Linked DNA regions of Sus scrofa: region 1 is linked to region 2. Evidence: chromatin contacts called from public HiChIP or PLAC-seq data. All regions are on one chromosome and are shown on one strand. The core of a region is the stretch at or near the end of the contact, and the rest is flanking DNA. Distances in the headings are between cores, read along the strand shown. Region 1 holds the start of DPH5 (diphthamide biosynthesis 5). Region 2 holds the start of RNPC3 (RNA-binding protein 40).

Evidence for each region. HiChIP or PLAC-seq counts read pairs in DNA pulled down with a chosen protein or histone mark.
Region 1: a contact with region 2 is called in an H3K27ac HiChIP or PLAC-seq map of skeletal muscle, with 6 times the contacts expected there. The contact joins the promoter of DPH5 here to the promoter of RNPC3 in region 2. A contact is called at or near these places in 2 of 2 datasets of contacts at active chromatin or transcription factors (alveolar macrophages and skeletal muscle).

The regions. Positions count from the first base shown.
Region 1 is chr4:117,267,293-117,272,265 of Sscrofa11.1, reverse strand. DPH5 (diphthamide biosynthesis 5) reads right to left here and starts at 3,236. Exons shown (of 8, transcript NM_001243679.1): 1 at 3,106-3,236; 2 at 2,720-2,877. The coding sequence starts at 2,854. LOC106508363 (a long non-coding RNA gene) reads left to right here and starts at 3,282. Exons shown (of 7, transcript XR_002343569.1): 1 at 3,282-3,468.
Region 2 is chr4:115,309,247-115,314,598 of Sscrofa11.1, reverse strand. RNPC3 (RNA-binding protein 40) reads left to right here and starts at 2,639. Exons shown (of 16, transcript XR_002343546.1): 1 at 2,639-3,203; 2 at 4,878-4,925.

The DNA of each region.
Region 1 (4,973 bases), core at 1,987-4,486, 2.0 Mb before region 2:
CAAACAGAGACATGTTTCAGAGGAATGGAAGTCAGCTTGTAGGAGTCTTGAGACTTGAGCGGAAGTGGGGAACAATGAAGTATACTGCTATTTCAAAAAGCTTTGTAAAAAGAGATAGAAATGATAATAACTATGGGGGAAAGAGGATGAAAAGAGTTTTCAGAATGGACAATACAGTTGACTATGAACACTGCAGGGGTCAGGGGTGCCAACTCTCATCAAAATCAAAAATCTAAGTATAACTTAGAGTCAGCCCTCTCTATCTGTGGTTCCTCCACATCTGCAGATTCAACCAACCCCAGATCAAGTGGTTCTATAGTATTTACTACTGGAAAAAAAATCTGCATACAAGTGGATCTGTGCAGCTCAAATCCAAGTTATTGAAGGATCAACTGTATCTGAATGAGGTTTTAGGAGGAGAGGAGAAGGATGTTAATATAAATCAAACATAAAGAAGAAAGACTAATTGATAGGAGTAAAATTCTAGAGGAAAAGAGAAGAAATTTGGGAAAAACCCATCTAAATGGTGTTAGACTTGAACAGAGGGAAAACCTCATCTTACAAGTCATTTTCTAAGACTGGAGGGAAGACAGACTCAGATTTAGGGTAAGGGTAAATATGAAGTTAATGAAGGTCAGAGCTGATGGCCTGGTTTTTCTCAATGCAAAGTTCTTTACTGTCCTCTCCTGTCCCTCCAATCACAATCCTAAGCAGTTTTGAATAATAGAGAACATAACAGTTTTGAATGATAGAGAACACAGCAGTTTTGAATAATAGAGAACATACAAATAATACCACCTTTTTGGCAATTTGAAAATAATAACTTTCAATATAAGAACAAATGAATTCTAAATTTTTTTAGCAACATCCATCTGTGCCGTCTATATAAAAAGTTATTTTGTGTAATTAGTGATAAAAGTATATATTCATTACAGAAAACAGAATTTTCCCATCGTTTTCCACTCTGTAATAATGATCCAAAGTTATTAAGACCAGACTGTATGAGCGCCTCTCAACAATTTTTAACATTAATTTGTCTAAAAAAAAGTTAGAAATTAAAGGCAAAAAGGAAGTAGCTGAATATAAAGGGGTTCTGAGAGTTCACGGAGTTACATAAGGCATGTCTGTACTTGTTTATACCTTAACACCCAGGACTGAACCACTTTACCTGAATGCTAACTTCTCTGTGGGTGTTCTGTGAGGTCTTATTTTGTGAAGCTATTATCTATCCCTAAGAGTACAGAGACACAGATGGGTCACAAGTGGTGGCTCTCAACTGAGGACTGCTTTGGTTCATACTCTGGCTGTATCACTCACTATCTGTATAACCTGGGGTAAGTTTCTCTGTGCCTATAGGAATGTGAACAATACTTACAGAAAAATAAACCTGTTCTACACGTGAAGGATTTAAAACAGTACATAGGAAGTGTTCAAAAAACATTAGCACTTATTATTGTGGAGGAACAGAATTCTAGCACTTTTTTTTTTTTTTTTTGCTTTTTAGCGCCGCACCTGAGGCATATGCAAGTTTTCAGGCTAAGGGTAGAATTCACAGCCTTGTGCTAAGGCCAGCCACAGCCACTGCAATGCGGCATCCAAACTGCATCTGTGACCTACACCACAGCTCACAGCAAAGCGGGATCCCCAACCCACTGAGTGAGGCCAGGGATTGAACCTGCATCCTCATGGATTCTAGTCAGGTTGGTTAACTTCTGAGCCACGAAGGGAACTCCAGAATTCTAGCACTTTAACAAAGTACACATAATCTACTTGTAGGTGAGGTTGGGCCCAGCCCTAGATCCTGACCCTTTAGGTAATAATTCTACAAGTATGTTTTTGGGGAAAAAAATACTTTAAAAAGTCTTAACCAAAATTAACATTTAGTTAGCACTTCAATTTGCAAAGCACTTTCAAATACATCACCTTAAGAAATGATATAATATTAATAGCCTTCCAACTAGCTATTATCTCCATTTGACAAATGAAGAAACTGAGATATAGTGATGTTTGGAAATATATCTATTAACGAACCATGTTTCTGAACACTTTTGTGCCAGACACTATGCTAAAATCCTGTAAGAAATTTGACAATGAACCTGAACTTGACCCTTCCTCCAAAATTTACTGAGCCCTTAACCAGAACCAGGTAAATGTTTGATACACTAGCAAATTCCCTGGTTACTAAGATCCAGGCTCACTCAATACACCCAAGTGTATGGGTATAAGCCTTAACTGGGAGATGTCTATTTAAAGGTAAGTTCTCTCAGGATAGGATACAGACAGAAAGGAGATTACCGTTCTCTATGGAAATACTTCAAAGGGATAAGCTTTCAGCTCGATTCCTGAATACATAACCAACTCATTAAGGCTGAATAAGCACCTCATTAGCATTCAACTCAGAAAGGATTTCTTGGCTATCTCATGAAATAGCGGATTCTGATAACCATCCCCAGGAGTGTAAAGCAATTCTCCTTTCCTATTTAATGGAAAAAGCCACACAATTAGACTTGTAGAGTAAAAAAAGGTCCCTTTCCTTTTCCAAATCACTTGGTTGGTGTATGACTCCCAATTTTGTAATACCCAGATTCGTAACGAGTACGGGATGTGTTTTAATCGGTTTAAACCAACAGACGTGAAAAAGTCGGTACGGCGTAGCATACTAAAACTCAGCTGTTAGATATCGTTCTTCCTAGAAGGCTGGAAAGCCTTGGGCACCTACCAGCACTTCCTTCCCTACAGTCAGGATTGAGGTATAGGCTTCCAGATACACTCGACTGCAGCGTCTTACAACTTCCAGGCCCTTGACTGTGATGTCCTTGGCATCTCCCAGGCCCAAACCGATCATGTAAAGCATTTCCAAGTCCAGGGGGAGGGCGACTGCAGGACGAAATGAACAAGAAAATCAAGTGCCAGCTACACCGACGATACCAAAAATCTAGAGGTGAACACCAAGACGAAAACCCAAACAGCTCGGGGAGGGACCGCCTATCACAGGAGGGAGGTTTAAGAACCTAATCTCACGCCTTTTAAATAAGGATTGGAGTGTTTTTAAACAACCCTAACCGCCTTCTCTCTTGTTACACAAACCTAGGGACAGATGGTTACCGTTGGGAGAATCGTAGCTGGGGCCCTGTCTTCCCAACTCCCTAATAGCCGCTGCTCCCCAGAAGCAGTGCCCAGGCAGAGGATGTGCGCTGAGCAGGGATCCACGCCGTCGCCCTCACCTACGGTGCCGTAAAGCGCCGGCGCTTCGCGGCACTTTACGACTAGCTGGGAGGGTGGCTCCCACAGGCTCTGGGCGGGGAGACTCGCCGCGCCTAGGAATGACCCGTACGTAGGCTGCTGGGGTGAGAAGGCGTAAGGTCAGCCGGACGGGGGGAGTCTGATCAGTGACCTCAGCATGGCCTTTGGGAAGGGACGAGGCCGGCCCACTATCCCCCTAGCTTAAACATGCCCAGCCTGGGACCGGTAAGTGCAGAAGCTCTTTACCCTTGAAGAGCCGCCCGCGAGGTTGGGCCGAGGAGCCCACACGCCTTCCGCGTCTCCTCCAGACGCAGGAGGGGGGGCGGGAGGAAGGAATTTCCCTAATTTTCTCCGGGATTGCCCAAGTGCACACATTCCCATCCTCGCCTTTTCATTCGACTGTATTTTAACCAGCTGCCTCCCTGGTGAGGTGACAGCCTGGAAGACCTGGTGATGAGTGTCGGTTCTGATTTCCCAGCGGGGCAGTGATTCCTTGGGTTTGTCCCCAGGCCCTCATTCTGGAGTGCCCCAAGTGGCGTGACTGGAATCTGCCTCAGTCATCCTCACTGTCAGTGCCGGGAAGCCCAGACCCTCCTGTGCCCAGAGAAGTGACCTTTAAGAATGCTAAGGGATTTCAAATGTAGACCTAGTGCTTCCACGGGGAATTCTTAAAGTGGTTGGTTAGAAGTAGTTCCAATATCGAAATTATTTGTTTTGACTGAATATGCTTTTCCTGAGGTCACTAGTGACCTCATCCAAGATAGCGTTGATTACTCAGTGTTCCTTGTGTTTCTCCGACAATGGCTTGTGTCTTGTTTGCTCAACTCTGCTTCCTTTGGCCTTGGCTTTATCTCTTCTTCCCGAATTCCGTCCAGTCTTTGACTTTATTGTTCTATAAACTCTTTTTTTCTTTCTTTTTTTTTTTTTTTCTTTTTAGGGCCGCACCCTCGACATATGGAGGTTCCCGGGCTAGGGGTTGAACCCGAGCTACAGCTGCCAGCCTACATCACAGCCACAGCAGTGCCAGATCGGAACCTCATCTGCGACCTACACCACAGCTCATGGCAATGCAGGATCCTTAACCCACTGAGCGAGGCCAGGGATCAAACCTGCGACCTCATGGTTCCTAGTCGTATTTGTTTCTGCTGGGCCAGGAGGGGAACTCCTGTTCCGTACACTCTTAATGATCCGTTCTATCCAATATCATTATATTGACCCATTCCTCACACAATGTACATAATTAAACTCAAAATGTCTCATAGATGTAAGTGGAAAACATAAAACTTCCAGAAGAAAACAGGGGAAAATATTGGTGACCTACTTCCAAATATTTCTGAAGTGCAATACAAAAGCATGATGCAAGAAAAAAAAATGATAAGATTGTACCCCAACAAGATAAAAGCTATGGTCTTCAAAAAAACACTGAAGCCATACACTGGGAGAAAATATTTGCAAAGCATATGTGTGATAAAGCACTTACATCGAGACTATATAAAGTACTCTCAAAACACAATAACAAGAAAACACCCAATTTTTTAAATGTGAAAAAAAATTGAGCACATCCCTAAAGAAGATACATGAATAGAAAAATAAGCATTTGAAAAGATGCCAAACATCATTAGACATTAGAGAAATCAAAATCAAAACCACAATGAGATAACTACTACACACCTATTAGAATGGCTAAAGTCAGAAACAAAAACAAAGCTTTGACTATTCACTTTCATGAT
Region 2 (5,352 bases), core at 1,390-3,889:
TCAAGGGCTAATCTCATCTAGAAGCACCCTCAAAGACACACCCAGACACACAAACTGAACCATCTCAACTATATTTTTTATGGTGGTAGAATGGACTTTGCTATGGTAAAAACGTTTTTTAATTAAAAAAATAAGTTAACCCTAAACGGTCAGTACATTTACATTAAAAAAGTTAATAAAAGTTATTTCTAACATAGGCAAATTTTGGAAGGAGTCAAGCATCTTTGTTGGACATTTGTCATCCATGCGGTAACTAGGTTGGTATTCTACGCTGTACTTACCTTACAGTTCTATGATCTCAATATGTGGGCTCCACGATCACTTCTTTCACAATCACTCTTCTGTACTATAGTCTGGAATTGGCACGTGTTGCTTTCCTTAACAGCCCACTAACCAGATTGAATCCCATGATTCTAACTAACGAGGGAGTTGGGAAATGAAGAGGAATACATGGAATAATTGCTGAACCTTACAGTCTGTTCAGGTGGCAGTGCCTTTTGAAAATCAAGATGAAACAGGAAACATGGTGGCAACTAGGGATGTTGTGAAAAAATTACTTAGACAATGAGGGCACCATGAGCTGAGAAAGTTAGGAAACCTCCGAGCTAAACCAAGCACAGGGAAAGGTGCAACTCAGAGCAAAGCACACCCAGTTCCACCTGAAAATGGGAGACATGAAAGCAAATTTTATCTTCTTATCCCTCAGGTCAAGCCTGATATGAAGGGTGGGTAAGAAATGTGACCTTAATGGAGTATGAAGTTGACATTTCAAACCAACTTGGACTGTTAGTAAACTGAAAGTGACCAAGATATTATGAAATCTGCCTGAACTATTATCAAGGGAAGGCTAAGGTGGATTTAATTGAGTACAATTAAAAGCCATTAAGAGAAAATGAAATTCTGTCATGTTCCTCTCATTGAGTTGTGATGTCTCTATTATAGAAAAGACCATTAAACTTATCTTGATGATTCATGTAGCAATACTTGACCATAGCAGGCAGTGGTAATATTAAAGTTAATCCATGCATGCATTCATTCATTGACTTTATGTCTAGTATATGCTAATCATATATATATTACACAGGAAAAAGCCTGCAAAGGACAGTGTTTAAAGTAGCATGCCCTATCCAACTAGTTTATCACTCTACCCTGGCTCTCTTTTTTTCTTTCCCTCAAAGTACTTATTTACTCTCCAAGAGGAACTCATTTACTTACATACCTGTTTGAGTCTGTCTTACTACTAGACTGTAAATGCCAAGAGGGATCACCTTGTTCTCCCACCTCTCAATTTCTCAACAATGGGTGCCCCCATGGATCAACACTGGTCTCCCTTGGATATTAATATCATATGTGTTGATGCTATACGTGTATCCAGTGTTAATGTTTCTCCAGAACGCCATACTTACACATCCAACTGCCTAGCTGAAACATGAATACTGATGAGGTACTTTAAATTTATGTGTTCCTCCCTCCCCTACAGTTCCTAACCTAGCTATACTTCACTCTTCTCATGCTCAGTGAATGACATTATCATCCTCCAAACTTCTCCTTAATTACTCTTCTTCAAGTTTATCAATTATAATTTCAAGATACATCTCAATTCCTATTTCTTCAGGTACTGTCACCAAACTATTTCTAACAGTGTCTTTTTCTTTGTTTCTTTAGGGCTGCACCCATGGCATATGGAGGTTCCCAGGCGAGGGGATGAATTGGAGCCATAGCCGCTGGCCTACACCACAGACACCAGACAGTCACATCTGCGACCTATGCCGCAGCTTGTGCCAATGCCATATCCTTTATCCTTAACCCACTGTGTGAGGCCAGGAGTCCAACCCACATCCTTGTGGATACTAGCATGGTTCTTAACCCACTGAGCCACAAAGGGAACTCCCTAGCCGTGCCTTTTGCCTGGGCTACCCAGTAGCCCAACTGGTCTTTTTGCTTTTACTCCATTTTTTCAGAATGCAACCAAAGAGAAATTTTCATATCTAAAATGTAATCATTACATACATATACACATACACACACACAAAGCCCTACTAAAAAAATCCTGTCCAATTGCTCTCCTGATAATCAAAACTCCAAACTAACCTACAGGGCCCCCAAGGCCTGGCTCTACACACATGACATTATGAGTGTGTTGGGAAGGAGCTTCCCCATGATTTTTAAATTCTTATCATCATTTATAGTCTGTTTGATCTATCATTTACTAGCTGTGTGACTCAAATCTCCTCGTACATTAGCGTCCTTAATTGTAAAATGGGGAGGAGTACCTACCCCTTAGAATTTTTGTGGGGACTTAAATTAGGGTATCTTTCTCTAGAGGACGCCAATTCTGTGAAATGTACCGTGCGCAGAACGAATCAGACTGCTATAAGTCTGATGATTCAAAAAAAACAAAACATGTCTCAACCTTCTGTTCCTTAAACTGAGCTCGCTTGGCTACGAGGACGACCCTAAGCCTAATAACTTGCCGTGTCTAGGCTTTACCAGCCCCGGACGGTAGGCACACCCTCAAGACCCCACCTGCCAATCATACTCAAGTTCCAGTCCGCCAGGATTGGAAACCCAATAATGCGCAGCTCGGGTCCCCGCTGGCGCCACGCCCAGACTCGCTCCTCGCTCGCACAGGCGCAGAAGTGACTTCTGCCCTTGGGGTTATTTCCTCGTTCGTCAAGGTAGCTGAAGTCCCTCCTACTTTCTTTGACAATTTTTTTAATCCTCACTCCTTCCTCCGGGGAATTTTTGTTTTTAATACCTTCAGCAGCTACCTGGAACTTGAATCATTTTACTTCCCCATCGTTGTGGAACCTCGCCCTGCAGTCTGAGAAAAGCGTCCTCGAAGTACCACAGGTCCGCGGCGTAGGTCTCGCGAGAAGACGGCAAACTCTCGCGTTTTTTCTTGTTTTCCATAATCCTTAGCGCGAAGTGGAAAAACACGCATTTCTCTCAGCTTCGGTTGATGACTGCAGGGTTCACGCCTTTACTCTGTTGCTGGTGCTCGAGCGGAAATGGCGGCCCCAGAACAGCCGATCCCGATGTCGAGAGGATGCCAGAGCTCTGCTTCGCTTTCTCCGCCGCGGGGCGACCGAACCCTTCTAGTGAGGCATCTGCCAGCCGAGCTGACCGCTGAGGAGAAAGAGGACTTGCTGAAGTATTTCGGGGCACAGTCAGTGCGCGTCCTGTCCGATAAGGGGAGGCTGGTAAGGGCGCCCGGTCCCGAGCCTCGGGGGAAGGCCTTTGGCTGGTGGCCCGGGAGAGGAAGTTCTGACAGAAAAAAGACGGAAAAGAGCGAGGAAGATGCCCGTGCGTAGTGGGGGCTAGCCAGTCCTTTTTCTTTCCTTTCGAGAAAGCTTACGTCCCAAGGCAAGTTTTAATTGGCCCGAGCCTGGGTTCTTCCCCGCGCTGCGGGAAAGGGCGAGTGAGAAGGGCAAAGCAGAAGGAGGGAAAATAAGCTCAGTTATATTCCATTATATCCGCTCATGCTGAGAATCTCAAAACTCCTTTGGATTTGGGAGTAATTCTCTTAGACTCAAGGGTACTCTGAGGAATAAGTAACAAAGCACTACTTTTTTTAAAATATTGGTTTATTTGTAAGCTAGCATTAAAACTTTCATCAAAATAGAAGAGAAAATAGGGTAAATTAGGAGAAACCTTGTTACAGGGTTTCGACTAGATTTTTGACGAAGATGTTCCTCATAAAGTTTCCGACGGACTCCTTTAGAAAACGATATTTTAAGACTATTAAAAGTTCTAACACAGGAGTATACACAGTTGCTTTATTTTCTTTTACACTTAAAGATGTTTCCGGTGGATTTCTCGCCATGAAAATAATAACGGTGATGTTATGTTTCCGAAAGATGGCCTGTGAATGGGGCAAAACATCAGTGGTTAACTCTCCCCAGGTGATTCTAATATGCAGCCAGGGTTGAGAATTACTGAATTGGAAGAAGAACCAGTTTTGCACAGTGTCATGTATACCAGCAAATATAAATATTCTGTGTGATTCAGTTTAAATACACTTAATTGGGTTATCTTGAATAGAGTAGACAAAATTAGGTATGCGGTATATAATCAATAAACTTGTAAAGTCTTGATTAACATTTACAGAAACTCAGCATAATGATTCATTTACTTTGTACTTATTTTCCTCTTATAGTTTAAAAATACCTAAATATAGTTTATATTTAAAAGTAGACTTCTCCCATTGAACCTTCATTTTAAGGAAAACTCACAAAAGGAACATTTGCTTCAGAAATAATTTTCTGTTGGTGAGCATTTTTAAATTGCATTTGGCTATATAGAGAAATGTTTAGAGCTTTAGATGTTTTATAAATGGAAGCTATTTTATATTTTTGGATGGTTTAAGAGTGGTATAGTAGTTTTTTAACTTATGGACTGTTGAACTATTTGAAAGCCTATGTCAAATGTGCTGTATGTCCACACTTTTATATGGAAAAAAGTTATAAGGCTTTCATCTCAAAGATGTCCATCCAAAACTAATTCAAAAGCATTGTACTGAAATTAGTAGTTAAATGGTGTCCCATCCTTTTCTGTAATTTTATTAATGTGTGGAATCACTGTCAACTGGTGTATCAGACTTCCTTAAGAAAAACTGAAATTATGTATGTACATATATGTAGTCTTTTTAGGGCCACACCTGTAGCATGTGGAGGTTCCCAGGCTAGGGGTCTAATCGGAGCTGTTGCTGCAGGCCTACGCCAGAGCCACAGCAACACCAGATCCTTAACCCACTGAGCAAGGCCAGGGATCGAATGTGCAACTTCATGGTTCCTAGTCAGATTTGTTTCTGCTGAGCCACAACAGGAACTCCTGAAATTATATTTGAAATAATTTGTACCTTAAATCTTTTTCAGAAACATACCGCTTTTGCCACTTTCCCTAATGAAAAAGCAGCTATAAAGGTATGGCTTTTTCTTCTCTATTAAAATTTTCTACAATTTTTCTCTTATCTAATCTTAGTTCAAAAATGAAACACAGTGTTAAAATGTAGTTTTTAAAAGCAAAAGCTTTTGTTTTTCCAAAGTTTGCCTCAAAGTCTACACTTGGTTTGTTAGTTGTTTTTGTCCAATGTTTAGGTATTTGGACATATGACTAGTAGATTAACTGGAATTTGAATTAAAACTGAATTGTAATCTCATGTAATTATAAGTAAGTTCTTAAAGGATGCAAATATTGATAATTATCTGTGTAACTGTGGCAAGGCAAGGTGTTTTAAATATTGAAGGGAATGTCTACATACACATATATATGAAGCATTTATGTATGTATAAAAATCTAGGGAATCATTCATAAAGGAGGTAGCCTTTAAGATAGACCTTTAATGATTAG